2 separate regions of the Sus scrofa genome follow, and region 2 is linked to region 1. The links are chromatin contacts, called in public HiChIP or PLAC-seq maps. All regions are on one chromosome and are shown on one strand. Each heading gives the region's core, a stretch centred on a gene start, on an enhancer-like site or on the middle of the called end of the contact. The rest is flanking DNA. Distances are from core to core; before and after follow the strand shown. Region 1 holds the start of MYO1C (unconventional myosin-Ic). Region 2 holds the start of RILP (rab-interacting lysosomal protein).

Evidence for each region. HiChIP or PLAC-seq counts read pairs in DNA pulled down with a chosen protein or histone mark.
Region 2: an H3K27ac HiChIP or PLAC-seq map of alveolar macrophages shows a contact between it and region 1. The contact joins the promoter of RILP here to the promoter of MYO1C in region 1. A contact is called at or near these places in 2 of 2 datasets of contacts at active chromatin or transcription factors (alveolar macrophages and skeletal muscle).

The regions. Positions count from the first base shown.
Region 1 is chr12:47,712,470-47,719,321 of Sscrofa11.1, forward strand. MYO1C (unconventional myosin-Ic) reads right to left here and starts at 3,201. Exons shown (of 32, transcript XM_021067559.1): 1 at 2,919-3,201. The coding sequence starts at 2,993. INPP5K (inositol polyphosphate-5-phosphatase K) reads right to left here. Exons shown (of 12, transcript NM_001190292.1): 12 at 6,688-6,852.
Region 2 is chr12:47,857,992-47,864,843 of Sscrofa11.1, forward strand. RILP (rab-interacting lysosomal protein) reads right to left here and starts at 2,438. Exons shown (of 17, transcript XM_013990001.2): 1 at 2,041-2,438; 2 at 1,873-1,966; 3 at 1,687-1,793; 4 at 1,350-1,595; 5 at 996-1,141; 6 at 364-486. The coding sequence starts at 2,268. SCARF1 (scavenger receptor class F member 1) reads right to left here and starts at 2,452. Exons shown (of 17, transcript XM_003358192.4): 1 at 2,041-2,452; 2 at 1,873-1,966; 3 at 1,687-1,793; 4 at 996-1,595; 5 at 364-486. It overlaps PRPF8 (pre-mRNA-processing-splicing factor 8), which reads right to left. Exons shown (of 43, transcript XM_021067568.1): 38 at 6,407-6,646; 39 at 5,884-6,025; 40 at 4,117-4,257; 41 at 3,846-3,985; 42 at 3,541-3,743; 43 at 3,050-3,383. The coding sequence ends at 3,229.

The DNA of each region.
Region 1 (6,852 bases), core at 1,951-4,450:
CCAATAATCTGTGATAATCTATGTGGGAAAAGAATCTGAGGGAGAATGGATGTGTATACATGTATAACTGAATCACTCTGTTGTAAAACAGAAATTATCACAACATTGTAAATCAACTCTACTTCAATAAAACTTGAGAAAAGAGAGGAGTTCCCATCGTGGCTCAGCGGTTAACGAACCTGACTAGCATCCAAGAGGATGTGGGTTGGATCCCTGGCCTTGCTCAGTGGGTTAAGGATCTGGTGTTGCCATGAGCTGTGGTGTAGGTCACAGACGCGGCTCAGATCCCACGTTGCTATGGCTGTGGCATAGGCTGGAGGCTACAGCTCCAAAGTGACCCCTAGCCTGGGAACCTCCGTATGCCTCAGGTGCAGTCCTAAAAGACAAAAAAGAAAAAAAGAAAACAAAATAACCATAGCCTATCTCACTCACAGCTCATGCTGGGCACAGAACAGTGGCTCAACTTCTGTGTATCGAACACACCTTAGGTCCGGGCCCAGGCTGCCCCACCAAGGACTGTTCCAGACTCAAGGTAAATGTTTTGAGGGGGAATGGAGAAGGTGAAGACTAGGGATTCTACCTGAGAGCTCTCTGGGCCCCGGTCTAGGGCTGTACACTCTGGTTCCAGAACCAGGGGCTTTTTGCCTGCCAGATGCCTCTGCCTGAGGGTCTAGCAGAAAGACACAAAGCACCTTGCCCCCTAACCTATCCTCCTTGTTCAAGATCCTGTATGTTGAGAGGAGGGAGCCACCTCCAGCTAAGTCATCACTTCTTTGGCACCAAAAGCCCTGCCCTCCTCCTTCCACTCCTCACACCAACGAGTCACCACTTGCTGGAACTTCCCCTCTGCTCCTGTATCACTGCTCCACCCTCCCTCTCCCTGCCGGAGTAAGCAAGCAGCCTCCACACTGGCCTCCCTGCCTTCCTCCCTCCAATTCATTTTCCCACAGCAGCCGGTGGTTTTTACAAATCCAAATCCAATCAATTAACAGCTCACGTTAACAGAGTGAAGGTTTATAGGGCACTCCTCCATGTGCCAAGCACACCCACTGTTTCTTCCAGCAGCCCCCACTGCTCCCCCGCGTCCCGTTCCCGCGTGGCCACATGGGTAGCCCTCTCCAGTCCCTTGTCTCCCCATGCCTCCCTCACCACCAGGCACAGCCAGGAGGAGCTACGCCTACCCCTGCCACCAGCCGTGGGGCTCTAAGCTTCTCGCCTTTGCACCTGCAGCATCCTTGGACGACCCAACCCCCTCCCCACCTGACTGACTCTTGGTGGTCCTTGAAGACTCAGTTCGGGTATCACTTCCTCCAGAGCCCCTTCCTGACTCCCCGAAAACACACAGCCCTCTCCTCATCGCAATCCGCTCTGTTTGGATGTTTCCTTGTCAGTCTCTCACCCAGGCCGGCACCCAGTGGGGGCTCAACGCCCCTCGTGGACGCCCGCCTGAATGAATGAACCCACAGAGCCCGGGAGGGTGAGCAGGAAGCCGGAGCGTGCCTGGCATTGAATAGGCCATGGGCCAGCCATTCATTCTCTCATTCATCTCAGAGCCCCCCATCCGCCACACTCACACGCGGGGGCTCCTGCCTCGGCGGGGCCCGTGGGCGGGGAACGGGAAGGGGCGGGGCCGGGGCGGCTTCTCCGGAACCCGGAGGCAAAGCTGGCAGTCGGAGGGCCCCAAAGGGCGCGCAGGGTACCCCCGCCCCCAGGACGCTCCTCCTCGCCCTCACGTTACCCGCAACGAATCCACGTTTCCATCAGCCCAATCCTGGAGCCGCCAGGTTCTGGGGCCCTGCCCCGGCCAGGCCGAGCCGACCCTCGGCCCTCGCAGTCTCCGCGCCGGCGACCCCGCCTCCCGAACGGTAGCTCCGGGCCTAGGTCGCCGCCCGGCCGCTCTCCCTCTCCCCCATCCTGCCCGCCAGCGGAGCCCACCCCCCGCCGCCCCGGCTACGGCCCGCCCCGCGCCCCGCGTACCCACCGGCTCGGCTTCTCGGGTGCGCGGGCGGGGGCCAGGCTGGGCGGCGTGGCCGGCTCCGGAGTCCGCGGCCCCGGCACGCTCTCCCCGCCCAGGGCCCGCCCGGGGCCGGGCCGCTGCCTGTCGTCATCCCGGGCAGGGCTCAGGCCCCGCGCGCGCACCCTCCGGCCCCGCCCCGTTCGCCCGCCTGCCCGCCCGGCCAGGTCTGCGTTCGTGTCCGCGGAGGCTTGGTGCAGCGCACTCCGCAGCCAGCTCTCCCGGGACGAGGCGAGTCACAGTCATTCACACTCACAGGTACACACACACACACACACACACACACACACACACACACACACACACACGCACCCTCCTCCGACCGAAGACCCGGCCCACTCGCTGCAGTCCTGGGCGAGTGGGTGTCTTATGGGGTTCTCGCTTCTCATCGTAGGGCGCCTTTGCATCCCCAGAGCAAACCCGACCCTGCCCTGCATGCCAGGCCAAGTCAGTTCTTTCCCATTTGTGACTACCATGCCCCCTTCACCTGCCTTCCCGCCCACGCTACCGCGCTGAGCCGGTGGGCGTCATTTCTTCAGGCCAGACGGGAAAGCGGCGGCTTTAACTGAGCCTGTACTGTGCACCTGGAGGTTCATGTGCACTGGTCCTTAGATCTCAGAGCGGCTCTGTCACCAGTTCATAGCCCAGCCCGCTGAGGATCAGGGAGCTGGAGGAGAAGGGATTCAAACCCAGATCCCGGCTTTGAAACCCTGCTCCTTATAGGCTTAAACCCTCAACCTTCCTTCCATTTACCCCTTCTTGCCCGGTTTGTCTCTGTTCCACCAGGGATCAGAACGCTTCCCCACTGCTCACTGCCTTCTCAAGGGGTTTGCTTGAGAAGGGTCTGCTGGGCCCTGGGCAGATACAGCCACCCTTCCTCCCAGCCCAGAGCTTCCCAGCTTACTAGCTTGCAGGGCCTGTGGGGATGAACCACACGGATGATCTCCCCCGTGGGTATCAGCTCCACTTGCAGTGCCATTCCGCCTGTGGATAGCCAGCGTGCTGAGCACTGGGGCCTCTGAGCAAAAGCCCGCTTGCCTGCCTGCTGGCTCTGCCTGTTGCCGGAACCAGGAATCTGATCTTAAGCTGGGATGGCCACTTGGTTCAGCTTCAACTTCAGCCCCAGGGGATGTGTCTGGTCCAGCGCCTCAGGACACAGCTGGAGCAGCCCAGGTCTGATTGGGAAGCCTCTTGGCCCAGCGGGGTTGGGGCAGGAAGAGGAGGGGCTGAGGGATGGAGGAAATGCCTGTTGTCCCAGGTAACCAGAGGAGCTGATGTAGCCACCCACGAGGGACCCTGAGCTCCAGGTCAAAGGGTAGGAAGTTTTTCCCCCCAGCAGCTTCACGGCCGGGTGTTCTCACTGGTGTCCGCTGGAGAGCTGTGACCACTCCCCAAATGTGCATCCTGCCCCAAGCCAAGAGGATGCATCAGTAGGCACTGCCCCGCCTGCCTGTCCCCCGAGCTTGCCTGCCTCCTGCAGCAGCAGGTGAGCCCCTGGAGTTTGAGAGGCCAGGGCTGCTTCTGGCAGCTGGCCATGTTGGCAGAGGGGTTTAGCTGGGAGGCAGGAGGGCACGGGGAGGAGGTCCCTGTCCCATCCTCCTCTGGAGCCTCAAACGTTTAAGAGATGGGTCGCCGGGTGGCGTGGCAGTGGGTAGCTGGGTCCTATTTGCCCCTTACTTTTCCTCGCCACCCTCAGATGCTCCCCACCCCCAGACGTTCCTGTTTTTCTATCTTCATTGTTGCTAAATCACAGCTGACACTTTCCTGGCCTGGGACTGAGCCCTTGGATCTCAGGCCATTCCTTATAGGAAGTGCGGAGAGGGAAGTGGATGGGGAAAGCGACCTTTCCAGAGTCAGACGCTGGCATGGGAGGGGCAGGGTCCGGTGGGGCAACGCTGGCCTTGACAGCCCCTGGGGTAGGCACCTTCCCCCAGGCACCCTTCCTTCCCTGCCCTCGGCTTCCCCCGCCCAGGAAAGGCCAGCAAAGCTTCCTTCCTTCCTCCGGGAAGCACATCTATCCAGGGCAGGATCATCCCTGGCGGCCACACAATGGCCCTTATCAGCCGTGGAGCCAGGCGCAGAGACCCAGCGCACACCAAGTCTCACACATTTCCTGTTTCCACCCAGCGGTCAGGGCTGGGCCCAGAGCCGCCATATCCTGACTGGGGCCAAGAGGAGGGGGAGCACCCTCCCCCCCTTTCCCGCCTCTCGATCCCTGCTGGACTCGGCCCTCCGGGCAGGGGTAGGGCGTGTGGAGCCCTAAGAGCGACAGAGAGAGGTGGGCACAATGGAGAACAAGCATGGGCCACAAACGGGAGGAGAAGCGGGGACCCCTGGAGTCAGGAGCCCTGAGACCCAGCCCCAGGGCTCCGTTAATCAGAAGGAAGAGCTGGCTCGAGCGTTTGGTTTTGGCAATTGTTCTCTCACAGTAACCTTGTGAATGGGAACATTATTTGGATTTTATAGACAACTGAGACCCCTGGGGCACCGGAGAGATGGAAATCCGATTAGAACCCAGGTCTCGACCCCATTCCCGAGTGTCTGGTCCTGCATGACACCACAGCTGCCTGGCTAACTTTGGAGGAATCATGCCACTTCTGTTTTTTTGCTATTTTAGGGCTGCACTCGTGGCACAGGGAGGTTCCCAGGCTAGGGGTCGAATTGGAGCTGTAGCTGCCAGCCTACACCACAGCCACAGCAACGTGGGATCCAAGCCACGTCTGCGACCTACACCACAGCTTCCAGCAATGCTGGATCCTTAACCCACTGAGTGAGGCCAGGAATCAAACCCACATCCTCATGGATCCCAGTCGGGTTCTTTAACCACCAAGCCACCTGATGCCACTTCTTCAAGCTTTGGTTTCCCTGTCCGGTTCCCAGATGAAGGGTGCTCTGTGGCAGCACCCACAACGCCTGTGCCTGTGAGAAGTGGGCAAGTTCGAGGGCTCAGGGTTCCTTGGGTGTGCGTGTGTGCCGGGGGCAGGGACAGAAGTTACCATGGGGACACCGGGGCAGAGGGATCTGGGGAGAGGAGGGGCAGAGAGAAGAGATGGTGAGGTGTTTGGAGACCTTAACCCTGGGCCAGGGCTTCAGACTAAGGAGGGAGGGAGTGCCAGCTGGGGAGCGAGGAACCGCGAGAGCAGAGTGAGCACCTTGCTGAGAGCTCAGTCCCAGGAAACCCATCCTACCTACTCAACAGCAGAGTAAACCAAGTACCCAACAGCGTAGGTGACACGCCCCACCTGGGCCAGGGACCCAGAGGGCCACCATCCCAGAACCTCAGCCCATTCCCACCTGGGCAACATGTGTCACTCTCAGACACAGTCTAGCCTGGACGACAGGTCCCTCGTCCTGGGGTCCAGCCAGGGCCCATTACCGTGTGCCCGCTCCCAGCACCATCATGACGGAGTCACGTGCATTTGTAAAAGCCATGTTTCTAATTATCCACCAACGCAACAGCCACAGAACACAGATTGGCCATGGCCTGCTAGAAGCCAGAGGGACAGTTCTTTTTTTTTTTGCCCCCCCCCCCGCCCCTAATGGCATATGGAGTTCCCCGGCCAGGGATCAGATCCGAGGCACAGTTGCTACCTATGCTACAGCAGTGCTGCTGGATCCTTAACCCACTGCACTGGGCCAGGGATCGAACCTGCATCCCAGCGCTCCAGAGACACCGCTGATCGCACTGCACCACAGCAGGAACTCCGAGAGGGACAGTTCTTGATGGCTCCCAGGGTGGAGTAAGAATGCAGGAGTGTCCCTCGGTTGCAGGTGGTAGGATGGGAGTGACAGTCACAGAGCAGGCTCCCTGAGGTGTCTCCTCCAGGGAGAAGGGCCGTTGAGTCACCAGAGGCTGAAGGCAAATGGTGGGAGTGGGGACAGGCCAGGCCCATGCAGCACCTGGAGAATGCTCTCGGAAGACCCCCGGGGCCAGATTCTCCACAACGGCTGGATTCTGGCTCTCCTCTCCACCTGCCCTCACTCCGAGGTCCCACAGCGCTCTAAAGAGAGAGCAGGGTTCTGGCCGGTGACAGCAGGTAAAGGTAGGGGCAGATGAGCTGGACTGCGCAAGGCCCACCCTGTGAAAGTCTGTGGCCACAGCTCCTCTACCACCTGCCAACACTTCACGGGAGGGCCGGTTGGGGGCACGGAGGCTGATCCACTAGCAGAAGTGAACCAGGGTCCTATTCTCTGCTCACACCCTGGAACTTTCTGGGTCAGACTCTAGGGGTGAGGATGGAGGTGCTGGCGGAAGGACACCATCAGCCTGCCCACAAGCCCTACGTAAGAGCCTGGGTGGAGGCCCCCCTCCATCCTGCCTACTTAGTCATTTGCTTCTGCAGAAAGCAGGGACCCCAGACCCTCTGCCCACCCCTCAGGGGGACAGGCAATGAGATACCAAGACTCCTAGAACCCAATGCTGCCTTCGCCAACCAGTCTACGCAGTCTACACAAACGTGAGCATCTCCCCCTCCCAGGCAGCCTAAGGCCCAGGGTGGCGTGACAAGAATGCGGGCCTGTGCCAGATGGGGCATGTGCCCGGCAGGCCTGCTTGGGCAGGACTACAAGTGTGTGTGTGGGGAAGATGGAGAAATGAGATGCAAGCTGGAGGGTCCTTCCTCCAGCGGACTGTCTAGAGCTTCACTGCTGACAAACTAGCTGGTTTCACTCACACCTGAGCCACAGAAACCTGTATTGAAGGGGCTGATCCTGGAGATCTGGACTGCGGAGAGGGAGGGAGTGTGGCTAGAACTCGCCCTGGGAGGTGGAGGAGACTTGCAGCCTCCTCAGGGGGCAGGGCTGGGCCCCCAGTGCTCCTGGCAGTGAAGGCAGAGCTG
Region 2 (6,852 bases), core at 1,188-3,687, 140 kb after region 1:
CGAAGGCTTTCCTTTTCGAGCCTGACACACAGCAGGCTTCTGGCAAGTTGGCAGCTACAGCCTCATCCCTCTGAGAAAAAACGTGCAGCCAAGACAAGAAACCAAAAACTGTGGCGAAGCTGTTAGCAGGTTTCTTCAGCAGGAGGTGCGAGGAGCAGGCAGGTGGGAGCAGTGAGATCCAGAGAGAAGGGTGGTGGGCTCAGATGGTAGGCTCATGGGTAACCAGACCAGGTTAGCAGGTTCCAGAAGGGACTAGGCTAGGTGACAGGCTCCAGCAGTGACAGGATTGGGGTGACAGGTACAGTCTGAGACAGCAGCCTCAGAAGGTGGCCAGGCTCGGTGGGAATGGAGGCAGAGACTTACCTGCTCTCTGCTTCCTCTGGGGTCCCTAACATCTTGGCCTTGATCTTCTTCCGTTGCTTCTTGACAGCCACCTTCATGGCTTCAAGCAGAAGCCCTGGGATCCGGTGGTCTGTGAGCAGCTCCCTACTCAGGGGGAGGGGCAGAGAAAAAGTGGTGGGGATGCCGAAAGTAGGTTCCGTCCCAAGCACCCGTGCCCGCTGTTCTCCCTTCTGGGGACACTCTGCCTTGCTAACCCCGCAGACCTTAGCCTAGGTGTCACCCTTCCTAGGAGCAGTTCCTTCACGCTGCTGTAGCTGCTCTGACCCTCTGCACTGGCCCTCCCGTCCGTGCATGAAGTTCCCGGAGGGCAGGAGCTGTGTGATTTCTGTCCTCCAGGGCCCGCACAGTGCCCTGCACACGACCCCGTGGATACAGCAATGACCCAAAGAATGAGGCAAGTGGGAGCTCCCTGTGGCAGTGGGTTAAGGATCCGGCCGTTGTCACTGCAGTGGCCTGGGTCGCTGCTGTGGCGCGGGTTGATCCCTGGCCCGGGTACTTACACATCCTGAGGGTGTGGCCAAAAAACAAAAAAAGGCAGATCAGGAGCGGGTGTGAGTGGTGTCCCAGCCTCCAGCCCCGTCCAGCGCCCTTACCGCTGGAAGTAGGCCAACTCCTCCTTCAGCAGAAACACGTTGGCTTTGAGCTCATTCCGCTCCTGAAGGATCTGCTCAACCTCCGCTCGACTGAAGCTGCACTGCCCCACCTTGGGGGGGCGCCCTGGCTGCGGCGGGGCGTCCGTCTGCGGAAAGACAGGTGTGGGGGCGCCGCGGCTGGAGCTGATGTGCCCCCCGCGACCCGCTGGGAGACTTGAGAGGCCAGGGCACTCCAAGGGATGCCAGACCAGTGCTCTGGCTCGTACCGCCTTCCAATTTCCCGGTGGCCCGGCTACGCAGCACAGCAAACCTTTCCCGAGCGCCCACGAGTCCCTGACCACCTATGGCACTCACCGGGTTCTCAGGGGTCCCCTGGGTTCCGGCGTCGGGGGCCCCCCGCTCGGGCTCTTGACCCTGCTCACCCACGGGACCTCCGGCCTGGCCCCGCGCCCGCTCTGGAGGCGGCCCCACGGCCGCTTCGCGCTGCAGCTCTCGCTCGCTCTCGCGGTCCCGCGCGGCGCGCAGCTGGGTTTCCACGGCGGCCAGCTTGTGCCGCAACTCCGCATTCACCAGCAGGAGGCGCTGCAGCTGCTCCTGCAACTGTGGGCGGAGCAAAGGCGGTGGCTGGTGGGCGGGGCGACGGGGGCCGGGAGAGCCCCGCCTCCCGTAGTCGGCCCCGCCCCGCCCTCACCGCCTCGGTCTCCTGGCTGCGCTGCAGCAAGTCACGGTTGTGAGCTCGGAGTTCGTCTCTCTGGCGGTCGGTCACCTCCTTGAGCTGCCGCAGCAGAGCGCGCTCTTCTGAGGAAGGGGCGTTCTTAGGTGTGGCCCTCAGCGGAGCCGCCCCGCCGTGCCCCGATCCCGGCGCGTCCGTACTCACCCTGTGGCCCAGAGCGCAACTCTATACGGAGGCGCTCGTTCTCCTCCCGCAGCCGCCGCAGCTCCAGTTCGGCCTGCTGCGCCGATACCTGCAGCTGGGGGAGGCCAGGCTCTCAGGGTCAGGCCCCGCCGACCCCTCGGGTGGCGAGGGGAGCTGGCCGTGACTCACCGAGTCTGGGGCGGGCCCGACGGCCGCCTTTTCCAGAAGCTCCAGCGCCCTCACCACGAGCGGCACGAGCCCGGCCGCAGCCTCCGGCCCGAAGCGGCGCGCCAGCTCCTTCAGCTCAGTGCCCAGGGCCCCCGCTAGGTGGTACACGAGCTCCGCGGCCGTCCCGGACCCCGCGTCCACCCGAGGCCCCCAGTCGTGCGCCCCAGGAGCCACCCTCCTGGGCTCCATGTCTCCCAAGGCGACTGGGGCTGCGACACCCTCCCCACGCCCCCAACTAGGGCAGGAAAAAAACAAAGTCCCGGCCCAGGAAGCAGTTTAGGGCAGTAGAGGGCGGAGTAGAAGTGACAAGGGAGGAGCAACTAAGGGAAAAGGCCTGGCAAGGGAGTCTCTGTGCCCTGGGCCCAGTCCTGTTCAAGCCCCCAAGGTCACAGGAAGCAGGACAGCCAACTTCCAGCCAGGCGGCCTGGAGCTGAGGCTCAGGGCTCTAAGTGGTCACTTTTGTCAAGCCCTCCCCGCAGTGCCCAAGCCAGGCTCCACCCCTGTGTCTGGAGTCACTGGGCCTGACTTGGCCGCCAGCTCAACAGGAGGAGGTGAGAGGTAGGAGGGTTGTCACTGCCTCAGCAGTGCCAGCCAACTGTCCAGCCCCGTGCCTGTTTCCAAGATGGACTGAGAGTGACGCAAAGCCTTAAGGGGCTAGGCTGGATACCACAGTGGCAGAGGACAAGCCAGGAGCTTATACACTCAAAACAGCAGCAACTGCTCAAGAGATGTTGAAAAGGGGTGAGGGTTTGCAAGTATTTTGAAGGGACATCGGCCTGTGTGGTCATGGTGGCAACAGTGTGACGGTCCAAGTCCCCTTTAGTTCTGAGTCTAGAGGATACTTACCCCCACAGCTCCCTGAACAGCGGGCCTCAAGAACCAGTCCCACGCCCTGCTGTCAACAAGTCCTGCCTATTATCCCTACATCCAGAATTTGAGCTCAGGGTAAAAAAAAAAAAACCTCAAAAACCCCTATTTATACAAAATTTATTATTATACTTTGTTCAGAATTACAAGTCACAGGAGATCAACAACATAATAAGCACAAATAGAGGAAAAAGGGGCCAAGCTGCTGAATGTCACCAGCTTGTCTGTGGGGGTAAAACGCTCTAGCCTTAGGGGAGTCTGAAGCAGGGGGTGAGGGGACAGCTAGGCATAGAGGTCCTCTCGGTCCGCAGAGTAGACCTCACCCTCCTGCAGGAGAGCGAAGTTGAGGAAGTGGGAAGGTCGGTGCACCTCGTGGTAGAACTCTTTGGGGTTTGCCAGCTGCAGCTCATACTTCATGTTGGGATCATGCCGGACACCTTGGAGTAGAAGGAAATGTCTCATGTGGACAAGGTCCACCTGCCTCATCCAGCCTGGGCCATCTCCAAACCAGAGTCTGGCCCTAAGGACTAAGGGTGGTGGCCTAACCCCAGCCTCACTTCCAGCCCCGCTCCCCGCCTGCAATGCCCCACATACCCATAAAGTTGTAGTTCCATGAGGACTGGGCAGGGACCATAAAGAAGCCAAGGAAGCGGTCTGACAGTAGCATCTGGACCCTCTCGTAGTGCGACGGTAGGTAGCCCTTGGGGTTGTTGCCCTTGTCTGTGTTCTGGCGGCCCCACTCATAGCCACTGGGGGTCAGCTTGTAGGCTGTCAGGGTGCAGGAGCCTGGTGTGAAGCTGAGGAGGGATGGGGACAGAGTCAGAGCTCAGGCCACCGTCTGGGTTCTAACCTGGAATGTCTACCCCACCACACTTCCTCCCAAGGGGGCCCAAGCCCACCTGCAGGTGATGATGATGGTCTTCTCGCCATCCCAAGATGGGTTGTCAGCCATGATCTTGGCATGGGTGGTGACATCCTGGGGTGATAGCTGGGGGGACTCGTTGGGCTGTGTATGAATCCAACCTAAGGGTTCCATTTCCTATTGGTAGAGCAGTGAAGTTACTTTGAGCCTTGTCCGCAGCCAGGAATCCCACCCATTAGAGTAACATCCTGCCTTCCCTCCACCACTCTGAGAGCAGAGGGCCCCAGTTCACCTGCACCCCCACTGACCTTGAGGTACTCGTGCTGGGGCAGCTGGCCAGGCAGATGCACGGTCTGGTGAGTGCCCCACTGTGGCACCATCACGATGCAGCGGATCTCCTTCACCTGGGGGTTATCTGGTGGACTCACCCCATACAGGTACCCTGCAATCTAGAGACGAGGAGGTCAAAAACCAAAGATTCTTAGTACCAACCCAGACGCGTGACTGTCAGCTGTGTCTCATTCGCTTCTCCAAGAACAAGAACAGAGTTTCTCAAAATGCGGTCAGAATCTCCTGCATCAGAAACACCCAGGGTTAAGGAATTCCCTTGCGTCATGGGTCTGGCATTTTTGTCACTGCTGTGGTGAGGGTTCCATCCCTGGCCCAGGAAATTCCACATGCTGTGGTTTCAGCCAAAAAAAAAAAAAAAAAAGTTCCCATTGTGGCTCAGCAGTTAACAAACCCAACTAGTATCCATGAGAATGCAGGTTCAATACCTCGCCTCACTCAGTGGGTTAAAGATCCAGCGTTGCCATGAGCTGTGATGTAGGTCGCAGACGAGGCTCGAATCCCACGTTGCTGTGGCTGTGGCATAGGCCGGCGGCTATAGTTCCAATTGGACTCCTAGCCTGGGAACCTCCATATGCCACGGGTGCAGCCCTAAAAAGATAGCAACAATAACAACAACAACAAAAAACAAAACCTGGGATTATTATTCACAATGTTAAACATGGACCTCATCTCAGACTTACCACATCAGAATCTCGAGTGGACTCCAGGAATCAGGACCACTCGCACACGCCCCAGTTGATTATTTCAGTGCAGCACCACAAACGAGCACACAGCTCATGCACTTCCACAAGCTGAGTACACTTTTAAAACCAGCTCTAAGCAGTACTTTAAATTTTACACCGTCATGAACAAAAAACCCTGTTTCTATAAACTCACTCAACACAGGATATTAAAAATCTCAAAATCACCAAGTTGAGGCCACAAACTGGTATTTTATAAAATACGAATTTCACAGATTGTTCGTAAAGTTAACCATCTTTTCATATTATGTTTTCCACCTGCAGTTCCTTTTTTGAAATACTTTCATATTCTTGGCCTATTCTTCTACAGTTTTCTTTGATAAAAATCAACTTCTGAGAATTCCCTATTCTAGATCCTAACATTTTATCTTGGAGTTAATGCAAATATTCCCTTCCTGTTTTTAGTTTGTCTTTTGTGGTATCCTTTGTCATGTACAAGTTATCAATTTTGATGATGGATTTTTGTCTCTTCTTTAAGGTTTTCCCAACACTAAGATAGTAAATATTTTTTCTTGTAATACTCTATAATCATTTTCTCAATTGCCATAGCTTTTTAAGGTTTTGGTATCTGGTGGGGGCCAAAACCCTTCTCACTGTTTTAGCTATCCTTGTGTGTTTACTCATCCGTGAATCTCAAAACCAGCATCTCTAGTTCCAGGAAATCTCAAATGTTTTAGGCACATAAAAATCTGTGGGAGTTTCCATTGTGGTGCAGCAGAAACAAACCTGACTAGTAACCAGGAGCATGCGGGTTTGATCCCTAGCCTTGCTCAGTGGATCAAGGATCAGGTGTTGCCGTGAGCTGTGGTGTAGGTCACAGACCATGGCCCGCATCTGGCGTTGCTGTGGCTGTGGCATAGGCCGGCAGCTACAGCTCTGATTCAGCCCTTAGCCTGGGAACTTCCACATGCCACAGGTATGGCCCTAAAAAAAGCAAAAAAAAAAAAAAAAATTTCTGTGGCCTACTTGTACACACATACTCACTTGGGCCCGAAGGTCAGATATGCAGATAAACTTCTTGAGCACATTCTTGGGAAGGATGTAGGTATAACCAGTCTCCTTGATATCATCAGATGAAACATAGATGTGATTGGTCCTTAGGTGCAGGTTGGCAGCAGAGATGGCCCTAAAAACAGGGAGGGAATGTTGGTTGCTGTTTCTTCTCTTTTTTCTTTTTTTTTTTTTATGGGCCACATCTGTGGCATATGGAAGTTCCCAGGCTGGGGGCTGAATCTGAGCTGCAGTTACCGGCCTACATCACAGCCACAGCAATGCCAGATCTGAGCTGCATCTGTGACCCGTGCTGCAGCTTGCAGCAACGCTGGATCTTTAACCCACTGAGCTGAGGCCAGGGATTGAACCCGCATCCTCATGGATACTAGTTGGGTTTTTAGCCCACTGAGCCACAACGGGATCTCCCGAATGTTGTCATTTCTCAGCACAAGCACCTCAGGCAGCATCGGCAGTCCTTTCCGTCCCTATCCCTCTTGCCCCTTATAGTTAGTACCTGACCCTCCATTCTGTCTTGGATGAGAAAGTCTGGGTCTCATAGTTGCTGGTGGTAGAGGTGATGATCTCGTCACCGTGCTTGTTGACAGTACGAGTCTGGGTCGCAGTCAGCTGCGACTGTTCCTTGGTCTGCTTCTCAATCTCAGCTATCTGTTGCCGCTGCTGTGATGGTGCTGAGATCTCCATACCCAGGATGATGTCTCGGATTTCTGATTGTGTCAGTGATGCCACATTCACACTGTGGAGAGAGTGTGGGTCACACCACAAGGATCCTTTCCCCTTGGTCACTTAGGTATGCCCCAACGGCAAGAGCGTAACTCGGTGGAGAAGGGAGCCCATATTCTTATCCCAGACAATCCTCAAGTGACACTTGCAAAGGAAGTGTGAAGTGGAAATAAACTAATACTGATAAGATGGGTCACATCCCAGGCTGGCCCTGTGCCT